Regions from separate parts of the Mus musculus genome. Here regions 1, 3 and 4 are each linked to region 2. Evidence: chromatin contacts called from public HiChIP or PLAC-seq and promoter capture Hi-C data. All regions are on one chromosome and are shown on one strand. Each heading gives the region's core, a stretch centred on a gene start, on an enhancer-like site or on the middle of the called end of the contact. The rest is flanking DNA. Distances are from core to core; before and after follow the strand shown.

The links. Promoter capture Hi-C pulls out the DNA fragments that hold promoters and counts their contacts. HiChIP or PLAC-seq counts read pairs in DNA pulled down with a chosen protein or histone mark.
Region 1: a contact with region 2 is called in a promoter capture Hi-C map of stem cell-derived epiblast-like cells, with 3 times the contacts expected there. The contact joins the promoter of Lpl here to the promoter of Sh2d4a in region 2. A contact is called at or near these places in 9 of 39 promoter capture datasets (the 3T3-L1 cell line, HPC-7-derived erythroid cells, embryonic stem cells and 4 more).
Region 3: an H3K27ac HiChIP or PLAC-seq map of embryonic stem cells shows a contact between it and region 2, with 4 times the contacts expected there. The contact joins the enhancer-like site here to the promoter of Sh2d4a in region 2. A contact is called at or near these places in 11 of 39 promoter capture datasets (HPC-7-derived erythroid cells, cranial neural crest, embryonic stem cells and 7 more), 7 of 115 datasets of contacts at active chromatin or transcription factors (embryonic stem cells, extraembryonic endoderm stem cells and stem cell-derived neural progenitor cells) and 2 of 9 other capture datasets (adipose tissue and embryonic stem cells).
Region 4: a promoter capture Hi-C map of liver shows a contact between it and region 2, with 2.5 times the contacts expected there. The contact joins the enhancer-like site here to the promoter of Sh2d4a in region 2. A contact is called at or near these places in 8 of 39 promoter capture datasets (the 3T3-L1 cell line, the C10 cell line, HPC-7-derived erythroid cells and 5 more) and 1 of 9 other capture datasets (adipose tissue).

What each region holds. Positions count from the first base shown.
Region 1 is chr8:68,879,274-68,882,020 of GRCm38.p6, reverse strand. It overlaps Lpl (lipoprotein lipase), which reads right to left and starts at 1,466. Exons shown (of 10, transcript NM_008509.2): 1 at 1,181-1,466. The coding sequence starts at 1,268.
Region 2 is chr8:68,275,170-68,278,176 of GRCm38.p6, reverse strand. Sh2d4a (SH2 domain containing 4A) reads right to left here and starts at 1,649. Exons shown (of 9, transcript NM_028182.1): 1 at 1,305-1,649.
Region 3 is chr8:69,025,731-69,028,867 of GRCm38.p6, reverse strand. No RefSeq gene overlaps it. Among named protein-coding and RNA genes, the nearest start is that of Gm33103, 25 kb to the right of the region's middle. Within about 2 kb of position 1,262, at least 43 of the 459 cell types and tissues checked have an H3K27ac peak or open chromatin away from gene starts, as enhancers often do. A contact at or near this core is called in embryonic stem cells, extraembryonic endoderm stem cells and stem cell-derived epiblast-like cells, where this site is marked.
Region 4 is chr8:68,846,815-68,849,589 of GRCm38.p6, reverse strand. No RefSeq gene overlaps it. Among named protein-coding and RNA genes, the nearest start is that of Gm51577, 6.7 kb to the left of the region's middle. Within about 2 kb of position 1,474, at least 17 of the 459 cell types and tissues checked have an H3K27ac peak or open chromatin away from gene starts, as enhancers often do. A contact at or near this core is called in adipose tissue, where this site is marked.

The DNA of each region.
Region 1 (2,747 bases), core at 217-2,716, 600 kb before region 2:
AAGCTTTTAGCTGCAGTCATAGACTCCACTAAGACTGGAATTAGGCTGCGGATGTGCCACCTTAGAGCACCTCCAGGGGACACCACCCTCGTGGCGATTCCACCAGCAGCAACACAAGGAAACCCCAGCCTTCTTTTACGACTGAGTTCAGTCACATTTTGAGTCTGTGTTCTGTTAGCTCAATCAAGGTTCAAGTTACAAGGCTTCTCAATTGTGGGCAGGTCTCGACTTCAAGGCCATAAAGCAACTTGCTACTGACCCTAGTCTTCTCTAGGCAGAGAGCAGGCAGAGCCGTGGAGGTGGCCGCTTTTTTTTTTTTTTTCACCTAGTGTTGAAAGCGATCTCCCTTAGGCTCTAGAGAATCCCATGTGCTCTCAGCTAGCTGAGCGCCTCCCTTAGGGCGAGCCTCTCCTGGGACAGCAAGGAAAGGACACAGAGCTGAACTGGCAACCTCCAAGCCACAGGCTCCAGTCGGCTGGTGGCTGAACCTCGTTTTCTGGAGGGTAGGTTCATTTCTGGGCTTTCTTGAGTACTGAGCTAAGCCGAGCACAGGAACGCTTGCAGGACGCCAGCTTCCAGGACTCTGCGCCACGCGTTCCCGGGCGCCACCGCGCACTCCCACTTTCACTGTAGCTCACAACCCCCCGCCGAGAGCGACAGCGCCCTGTACAGTTGGAATGCACACAACGCGTCCTCCCACCTGCACCCTCGATTCACTCTTCCCGCTTCTAGAGGGGTCTGACCCGCAGTCCCAGCAAAGTTAGGGTCACTTTGGCCCGCGTGCCTTGCATTCAGCACCCCTATTCCCTATAGGGAGGTCACCACCGGTCACTACAGCTTTGCTCGGCCTCTGCGTCTCCCCATCCTAGGCTCCACACCCCACGCCCCAGCCGTTCCCTGCGATGGCAGTCGGCGGGAGAGAGCAGGAGACCGAGTGGGAACTCAGGAGAAAGGAAAAAAAAGCGGGAACCCAGAGTCGCCGTAGCGTGATGGGAGGCAGAGTCTCTCCCTTCTCCTCCTGGATTCCATTCCAGCCACCCTTCCCGGGAATTTACTGCGCCTGGGAGTCCCAGTGCATGCACGTACTTCCAACTTTCTCCCTCCCATCTTCAGATGGAGAAAAAGTGGTCCTGTCCGGGTCTGCAGGTGGGGGTAGGGGGAGTTGGCGCGAAAAACGTACCGTCTGCTGCGGCCACCCCTCCTCGGAAGGCGGTCAAACTCTGGAGCCAAACTCCCAGGACCACCAGGAGCAGGGCTTTGCTCTCCATCTCCCGGTGCACCCTTCTGCTTTGCTGCTGGAACTACGCGGCGTGGGGCAGTCAGGAGCGGGTTGAGCAGGAGGCGCAAGAGGACTGGAGCGCGGTGGAGCGCCGTAGGGCAAGTCAACCTTTAAAGGGGAGGGCAGAACAGTTACAAGGGGCAGAATTCCTCGGAGGAGGAGTAGGAGGAGAAATCGAGAGTCTGACACTGTTTCCACTGCACAGCTGTTTAAGTGACTGGAAATATGCAAATAAGACTCATCACCTATTGGCTATAAAATCATAAGTTGGGGGGAGGACTCTAAATGCACTTCCAAATATTTGAGCAAACGGTAACGAGGCTCAACGGTGCCAGCGAGAAGAAGGGGAAAGGGCAGGAAGGAAAGCTTGCTTGTTGTTTAGACTCCAGTTTGCCTACCGGGAGGAATCTGGTCCCTAGGGACCCCTATAGAGGCAGAGAGGAGGGGTTTACACTGATTTATGTTGAGTAGTCTACGATCCGTTTTCTAAGGGGAAGAAGTTTTGCTCTTAAACAGCGTGTACCTAACACTTTCACACTCACACACATACAACCTTTTGATAAATCTTTGTTAAACTTGAGAGATCCTTTCAAACGCACACCCTCCCCCACCCACCCACAGGTCCCCACGCGCCAAAGGGACCTTAGGACACATATTGCTCAGCGCATGGTGCCTGCACGGTCTGCTTTGTATCTTGGCAATATGGGTCTCCTTCTGTAGTAGAAGAAAAGACCCACTTGCTTTAACTAGTTTCTAATTTTTGCCTTATGTAAATTGTACTCGATCCTTTAATTCAGCAAGAAACTCAAGAATAACATCTATTTTCAGAGGCAGAAAGTCATGGTCAAACATTTTAAGCTATCCTGGATTTTCAGTGGGAGAGGCCATGCCAAATGACCATTCCAAACCTACAAAGACAGTCCATAGATTAGTGATGTTCCAGGGCGAGGGGATATGGGGTGCTAGGAGTGTGGGGGCAGGGTGAGGAGCATGATAGAAATATTCCAAATTCCATTATGCTTATCATTGTTCAGCTATGTTGATGCGTTGATATTAAATTGTACTTTGCAAGGGTGAATACTGAGCTTTTGCAAAGTGGACTAGCACATGTTTGTAGAAAAGCAAGAAAAATAAAAGCACATCATATACTGTGCTCATCTGCAAGTATCTTTTTAAATGAAAAGGGTGCTGATTAGCTAGAAAAAAAAACCAATAAACATTAAATTCCCCACCTTAATGCTGAGAAACCACCTCAAAAAATTAGTTCTCTTTACTGATCTCAATATTTTTAGGATGGTTCCCTCTCTCTCTACACACACACACACACACCCTTGGAGGTTAAGGGGATCAAAAACTATATACTTTAATATAAGCCCGCTTTTTAAATTTCTCACAACTATCAGATAAAAGCCAAACATGCTGTTGTGTAGATGAATTCCAGCCAGATGTCTCGCCATCTCATCTTGCA
Region 2 (3,007 bases), core at 400-2,899:
TCACACTTTCCATTTTTCTACATAATTGTGTTTTTAATTAGTATAGAGCCTAATACAGCTATCTTCATAGAATTATCGTGGTATGTATAGTACATATATCCCTAAAGTTAAGAATTTAGATTAAGTTCTATCTATTCTTTAAACAGCTAGCTCTGTGGACAGGCTTCGGATTGTTCGATTTTTTTTTTCTCATTAATTTACTTGATGATTTTGAAAATAAAATAAATTGCAAGTGGTGAGAGCAGCTGGAAGTTCTGTAAATGCTCTCGAGATTGAAGTATTTCACAGATATAACTAGACAAGTCCATTTGTGCCCAATCTTCACCTAAGTATTTCTTCCACTTATTTATTAAATTAAAAATTATAAATACATTGTTTCGTTCCACAAACAAGAGAAGCTTGTCAGGGAACTGAGCAAGATGTAGCTGGTTATCCCTGCTTCTCTAGGGCCATAGTGAAGAGAAACACTATTGAGAAAATCTGCAAACAGTGAGTGACTCCACCTAGGGCCCATGAACCCCCCAGGGCAGGAGTGGCTGCGGATGGTTTACTTTTGTTGAGGAAAGTTCTTGCTAGGCTGATTTTAGATTGAGCCTTGACCCAGAACCATAGGGAGGGGACGAGCCCGCTGCTCTCTGTACCACGTGAGGGCGCCCGCGGGAGGGTGTCCCCGCGCGGGGAGCTCTCTAATAGAGTTCTGCGTGGGCTGAAACAGGTTTCAGGACTCTGTCTGGAAGGTCACCTCCGGGCCAGGAGAGACCACATGGCACTGCCCAGTGATTGGACCTCCGCTGATTTGTGGGTACTGTTGCAGGCACCCAGCACCTGCTTCGTGGCCCCGACCCTCGCAGGTTGCTTCCGCAGCTGCACCTGCCCCGGCCAGTGTAAGCACTCACCACGCGTGCATGCACACCGCCCGGGCACCATGACTTCCCTGAAAGACTCCAAGTTGCCTCCGATTCTCCTCCCACTGGAGACTCTTAGTATAATGATCACAAGCCCTCTATTCTTAGGGCCGCCACTCGCCCGGCCCCGGCTGCCGATACTGGACACCCTACACGAGACATCGGACACCCACAGCTGTGGCGGTCGGTTCCTCTGGGCACCCGAGCTCGCCCTGCGCGCGGTGGAGGAGGGACCAGAGGGACAGGTGAACAGCCTGACCGCGGGAACCAGGGTCTCCTCCTGTCCCTGTCCTCTGTGCTTTACCCTTCGCTCTAGAGACTCACCTGCTGGTTCCCACTCCTCGCTCACCCTTCTGCCTGGCTCCATGCTCCAGCGTTTTACCCGACCCGGTCACCTACCTGCTCAGTACCCGGAGCAAGGTGACCCAAGCACCTGCCACCTCCAGATTGCCTACAGCAACTGTCCGGGAAGAGAAGGGAGGACAAGCAGAGACCCAGCCTCCCAGAGACCCAGCCGCGCGGGCTGTCTGGACAAACACTCGGGACCAGAAGGACACTCAGCGTCCAGATCGCAGCCCTGGCCCGCCCCGCCGCGCCCACATGCTGGGGTGACTGACTGGGCGCTCCCTCAAGGCCCCACCCGGGTGCTGGAGGCGCTCCAGGGCCAGTAGGCAAGCTTGGCTGCCTTGGTCCAGTGACAGCAAGGCCACTAGTCCTTGGTTAATCTAGAGCGCTGTCTACAGTCTGGGGTAGTTTGCCTTACCACCTCAGTGGGGGTCTGTGGGACTTATTAATTACAATAGTCCGGCCCCTTCCACATTTGACTTGTAGGTGGAGCCTGCGGAGGCAGGCAAGGCCCATTTGGGAACCTGGGTCCTGCAGGCCAAGTTGGCTGTAGTTCTGCCCCTGCATTCTACAGCTTACTTTTTCCTTCTCTTTTGTTGACATTAAGTAAATTATCAAACTCTGAAGCATTTGTGACTCCAGGTGTGGCTTTACCGAGCATGATCAAGGAAGAGAAAGACTGGAATGCTGCAGGCTGAAGGCACTAGGGACAGGGGCAGCCAGGGAGAGAAACATGAAAGGGGGAAAAAGGTGGAAGTCCCCTGTGACTAACAGATCAGGGCCCGGATGGCACAGAGCACCAATGAAGCCTAAGCATACGTGGGAGGGAGGAAAGCTGAGCCGAGTGGAAAGGTGGACCAGCCTTTTCCACGGGTGAGGAACGTTAGGGATGTGGGGAGAAAACAGGGCTGAGAGGTGCGGAGGGATGACACAGGACCTCAGACTGTGGAGGTTAGAGAGAAGTCTTATAAACAAGAAACACGGTGTGACTTTATACACCCTGTCCAATCGATTTAGGAGCCTGGCATGCTGGACCCAAACATTGTTTATCTTAGGCTTTCACAACCGCAGAAAACCCTTGAGTTGGAAAACCTTACAGCCAGGAGTTACACCCTACACTCTCAGGAAACACGACTCAGCCATTTGGGAATTGTGCTTGAGATCCACTCAGGCAAGGACTCCCGGCCCGAAGCTTACTCTCCACTGTACTGAACTGGGTGGCCAGATGAGGTGCCTTAGAATGCTCTGTCCTCCTCTGCCTACTGGTGGTATCTGCTCAGCACGTGTCCTCACACTCTCTGGAAACTAAGGAGCTGTACAAGCTGGCTATCAGCCAGCTCAGGGGCCCATGGGACACTGATGCTATCACTAGGTACCCTCCTCCAGACTCATTCTGTCTCCAAGTCCTGACAAGCCTTTCTTGATGACAGCTCTCCCCCTTACATTTAGCCTTACAGTTTGCCATTCACGATATCAGCAGTGCCTGGCTGATTCAATTCTTGTGAGGCTCAAGTGAGATAATGCATGCAAAGTGCTCAGAGCATGGCTGGCCCTAATATGTTTGGATACTTACTGCATGCCAGAGACTATTGAATAGATAGAGGCTCTTGCACAAAGTGTTCAGAACCATTTCTGGCACGCAATATTCAAATGCATTTGCTCCTATTACTCCACATCAGATACTGTAAATTCGTGTTCCTACTTTATACCAAGGCTATGAATTTTTGTGTCTCACCTTACCTGGATTGAGGCTATGA
Region 3 (3,137 bases), core at 13-2,512, 750 kb before region 2:
ATACTCTTTTCTCCTTTGCTTCTCTCCTCTTCAATTTTTTTTTAAATAATTGGAGTGTAACACATCCAACATGTGTAAGTTTTGAGTGAGTACTGATAAATTTGTTTTATATATATATATATATACTTTTCTGATAAAGAAAGCATACACTTGTAAGCCTTCAAAGACAACAGTCTCCTCACACTTCTTCCCGGTGACTCACCCACTCCTACAAACCTCTGCGTTCTGTCCCCATTAATTAATTGTGTTGACTTTCAAAGAAATATTGACTTTCATCCATTTCTCAACTAAGATTCCTTTTCAGTTAGAACTTCATGATATGTGGTACTCTTAAAGGGCCTCTCACTTCATCCTGCTGGATTTGGCATGATGGTACCATTGTGCAGATGAAAAACTGAGTCAGATGTAAAATGATCAGCTTGATTTCAGATAGTCACTTCTCGTACAACAAATAGCAGAGCCTTATTGAACTCAGACCAACTTGGCTCCCAAGTCTGAGCACCTTCTCTTTTAAGCCAGTTATCCTTGTTAATGCTGTCTGCTTTTGAGTAATGTTTGGTAGACATTGGTAGATTGTTTCTGGCACATTCCTTTAGGAGATAACCAAGATATATACAATGGACAGAAGCCTAGAGTCCAGACTTAATCTGGATGGTGTCTGCCATGGAAAAGCCTTTATGTGTCTTAGTAACAAACTTACTCTGGCTGTCCCGTGTTGCTGCAAGGAGCAGAGGAGGGAGTGTATGACTGGGCAAAACCAGAACAAAGGATTAGTCTCCTCTAAAGGATCTGATGGTCAAGTCTTTCATAATTCTCCAGCTGTAGAGAAGAAAGGAGACTCGGATAGGGAGAAGCTTGGAATCCTCGGGAGGGGAGGGTGTTGTCAGCAAGCAGTGGGAGAGGTAGGGAAAGGAATGTGCGAGAGGAACAAAGGTTGGCGGGGTGGGTAGATAAAGGCTCTTGAGCAATCTCCAGGAGTTGTCCTCAGAAGAATAGATGAAAAGGCAAGGGGGTGGGGAGGCTGGAGGTGCAGCTCAGCGCTGGAGTTCATCCATGTGCTAGAGAGGAAAAACTGGAAAAGCTGTCTGGGCAGGAGGTGTGGAGATGGCTAGTCTCTGTCCCCAGTAGTTAATCTTCCCTGGTTATTTGATGGGATGCTTAGGGAGAGGTTTTTAAGACAATTGCACTTCTCCCTTTGGTCAGATAAGTGAGTTCCAGAGTGAGCCTGTTCCTGTGCTCAGGAGAGAAAGCAGACAAGGTCAGAGGAACCTGCATTCTGAGCAACTTCTCAGGCCTGATAGTGGATCAAAGCACCATCCCAGGGTATCTTTGCCTGAGCCTCAACAACATGGAAATTTACAGGTGTGATTATATGTCTTCAGATTCTGGGGTTGGGTTGGGGGCGGGGGAGAGAAGGAGACAGATTGTATCTAAGAAATGGAATCTTTAAGGGAAGGGAACCTGTCCCAGCCAATGTGCGAGTGTGAAGTGTGGCCAGAGAAGGGTCAGAAGGATTCTGAAGGTGGAAGGGGCTGTGAGAACATGGGGGTCTCAGATAGCTGGGAAAAGCGCAGACACAGATTCTTCAGAACTCTGATCCTGCAGAAGAGTGCCTCCTGCCATCTCGTGGATTTTAGCCCAGCGACATTTATTTTGGATTTCTATTCTACAGAACAGTAAGAGTTTTGAAAAAGATGTATTGTTTTAAGCCACTGAGTTTGTAGGATTTGTTCTAGTAGCAATAGAAAAATAAATACAGACATATACACACATGCATGTATGTAAAGAGGATGAAAGCTTAAGAAAAATCAGAGAATTATATACTTTTATTTTTTGTTTTTAATTAATTAATTAATTAATTAATTAATTAATTAATTTTGGCATTTCCTTTTTATTTAAAATAGATTATCTTCTCACATAATGTGTCCTGATAAAAGTTTTCTCTCCTCCTCCTCCTCCTCTTCTTCTTCCTCCTCCTCTCCTCCTCTTCTTCCTCTTCTTCCTCCTCCTCAGCCCTTCCCACTTCCTTTCCCAGCTGGATCTATTCCATTTCTGTTGTTTATTAGAAAACAAAGGGACCTTTAAGGGATAGTAAAAAAATATAATAAGATAAAACCAAAGCTAACATTGGAATAGGACAAAACACAAAACAGAAGAAAAGAGCTCTTCACACACACAAAAAAAATTAAAAGCATAAGAAATAGATCCACTTGTTATTTGCATACTCAGAATCTCATAAAACCAGTAAACTGGCCAGATGTGGTGGCACACACTTTTAATCCCAGCACACAGGAGGCAGAGTAAAGCAGATCTCTGAGTTTGAAGCCAGCTAATCTATATGAGCTGCAGGACAGCCAGGGCTACACAGAAACACTGCCTCAAAAACCAAAAACAATAAGAAAAAAAAAACAAAAACAATAAACTGGAAACCTAGTATATATGCGAAGGACCTGGGTTGGGGAGACAAAATAAAATAAAAATAAAAAACAAGATAAAATTAAAAAAAAAAAAAGAAGAAGAAGAAGAGGAAAAGCCCTAATCAGGACATTACGAGACAAGAAGCCTCCAAAGATGCTTCTGAGTTGTTTTGTGTCGGCCGTCTACTGCTGGCCATGGGGCCTACCCTTAAGAGAGGTTTGTTTCCCCAGTGAGACTCCCTCCGAGGAAACAAATTTTATTTTTATTTGCAAAGTGGTTATCAATTAGAGACAGCTGCTGGGTTCCAGTGGGGCTTGTATCCACTTCTCTTCTCAGCTGGATGAAAGAGCTGGTACACGGTGGCTGTGGCTTTAGTCTCTGTGAGTTCATGTGTGAAGGTCCTGTTGATTTAGAGGGCCTTGTTTTCTTGGTGTCCTCCATCCTTTCTGGCTCTTACACTCTTTCTGCTTCCTACTCTGAGAGTTTACTGAGCCCCAAGGGGAGGATGTGATAGAGACAATCTCTTGGGGCTGAGCATTCCAAGGTTACTCACTCTCATACTGTCTGGCTATGGGTCTTTGTCCTGTCTCGTTCTCTATCTGTTGCAGGAGGAAGCTTCCCTGATGATAACTGAGCAGGGCACAAATCTATCAATATAGCAGAATGTCATTAGGAGTCATTTCATTGCTGCATTTTTCCCCTTAATAATAATATTTGGT
Region 4 (2,775 bases), core at 225-2,724, 570 kb before region 2:
GAGTGTGTGAGTTGATTCTTTCTGGGACTGGAAAGTAGGAAGGTGGCTGTCAGCTGGCTTCACGATACACACAGTCATGTGAACTGTAGGGGGTTTTGTGTTAACTTTTGTAAATTATGACCATTGGTTTCGGTGGGGTGTTGAGACTGGTGCCTTACCACATAAGACTCTCCTATCTACCTCCACGTTTGCTGAGTCTCAAGACAATGTATGAACATGCTTTTTCAATTATAGAACACTATAGGGAAAGAGTTATTGCTAATAATGATTAATAACAGCATATTGCGAACCTGGTCTGCCCTTGGTCTCCTGTGCTATCCCTGCTCACAGTTCTATAGCCACATGTGCTATATACTCACCAAAGGAATTCTCCATTTCCTTAGTTCACATTGTAGATTTACTTTTTCGTGGCACCAAGCTCCAGCAAACAGTAGCTTTTTGTTTCAGGATTTCTGGGTTCAGATAACCGCTGTATGTGACTGCCACTTGGAGTTTTGGAGATGAATAGTCTTAGGCAATTTGTCCCTTTTATTTAACCTTTTCTACGACTATTGGGAAACTATAAGAAATGGTTCTTCACTGTTTCTCAGTCTTCACAGTGACACAAGTTCTATGGGGCAAGATTGTTCTATTTTAAAAGTCCTTATCTTACTCAATTCACATGTGTTGCTGTTTGCCTTATTGGCTAAGCACTGCTAGGCTGGGGACTACATTTTCACAATGGCTTGACATTTCAAACTCCATGCAAGTGTTGAAAACAAAGAAATTTCCATACAGCCCGAATGTTAGAACAAAATTTAGTGTAAAATTCTAACTTACTAACTCCAGAGCTGTTACTAGGTTCAACCCCAAATCTGTGTGTGTGTGTGTGTCCTGCTGCAGGTAAGAAGGAAGGGAGAGACTCAGAGTTTGTTTAAGATCATGCCCTCAGCTGCGAGGTGAACTCTGGAGCCTTGCCTGCAGACTTTCTTTAAGCAATGCTATCTGCCCTGCAGTAACCTGGGAACCTTTAGCAGCTCCCAATCATGAATCTAGTAGGTCTCTATCCCTAAGCACAGACCTAATTGTATTCTCCCTTTCTGCATCTGACTTCTTGGCCATTTCTGGACTCCTGTTTGGTTAGACGCTGAAACACTTTTCAGAGATTCATCTGGTATCTCCGTGCCTGACCAGGACATCTGAAATATACAAATAAGGCAGGAGTTATACTTTTTGCCTTTTGTATTCTTTTACAATTTAGTTGGATTTCACAGTGTAGGACCGGAAGGGCAGGTGCTCCCTCACAGTTCACAGTGTAGGACCGGAAGGGCAGGTGCTCCCTCGAGGTTCACAGTGTAGGACCGGAAGGGCAGGTGCTCCCTCACAGTTCACAGTGTAGGACCGGAAGAGCAGATGCTCCCTCACAGTTAACAGTGAAGGACCGGAAGGACAGGTGCTTCCTCGAGGTTCACAGTGGAGGACCGGAAGGGCAGGTGCTCCCTCACTGTTCACACTGGAGGACCGGAAGGGCAGGTGCTTCCTCGAGGTTCACAGTGTAGGACCGGAAGGGCAGGTGCTCCCTCACAGTTCACAGTGTAGGACCGGAAGGGCAGGTGCTACCTCACTGTTCACAGTGTAGGACCGGAAGGGCAGGTGCTTCCTCGAGGTTCACAGTGGAGGACCGGAAGGGCAGGTGCTCCCTCGCGGTTCAGTATTTGTAAACATCTTGCCAGTCTTTCCACATCTTCCAGCAAACCCTCAAGTGTGTCTTCTTTAGGATCTTCATAAATGCCATTAAAGGTGATTTGGAATGACGCTGCTGACTGTGTAAGCCACCTTCTCTTCATGGGGCACCTGGTCCACCAATGAGTGACAATGATTATGACACATTTCCTGATGCTAAATTCTGAATCTGTTTTCCTAGTGTTATTTAATAGGAAAAGAATCACTATCCCTGGATTAGATACTGTGGAAGCTTCTAGATGTAAAGAGAGCATCTAATTACAGAGAGCTAATTATAGGGGGCACTGAAATGCTAGAAATGATGAAAATGCTAGAAATGATGAAAACGTTTCAAATTCATCAGAGGATAGCAGGTCTGGGATGGCCCGAGTTTCTAAGAAGAACCTTGGTGCATGCCTTTAATCCCAGCACTCAGGAGGCAAAACCAGGCAGATCTCTGTGAGTTCAAGGCCAGCCTGGTCTCATTCAGAGTTTCAGGCTTGCCAGGGCTACATGATAAGACCCTGTCTCAAAAACAAAATACACACACACACACACACACACACACACACACACACACACACACACACACACACACAGAGCACTTGGCCCTGAGACGGTCTGTATCTGTCATTTGATGCCATGTTTCCTCTCACTCAATTCTTGCATCTGGCAATTCTAGATTTTCAAACGATTTTGTTATTACTGTGGGACCCTAAGAGATTTCTGAGACTGAGTCCTATGTTCTGGCCATAAAATCAGGGTAATAAAGTCTCTCAGGCATCCTGTAAGGAATAGGTGAGGTAAGTGTGTAGTCCTGCTGTACTAGAGGGCAAAAGCAAGAATATAAAACATGAAATAGCTATATCATTTGTTCACTTTGGAGAGGTCACATTTGGAGCATGACTTAGCACTACTGTGAAGTATATTAACTGGGCTACTGAATTATAATACACTCATGATCTCAGGGGCAAGAAAGAAAGTATGGGTGTGAATGTTTTTACATATACAGAGTAATTCCAAGTTTCTGCTGCTGGAGTGTGTGTGTGTGTGTGTGTGTGTGTGTGTGTGTGT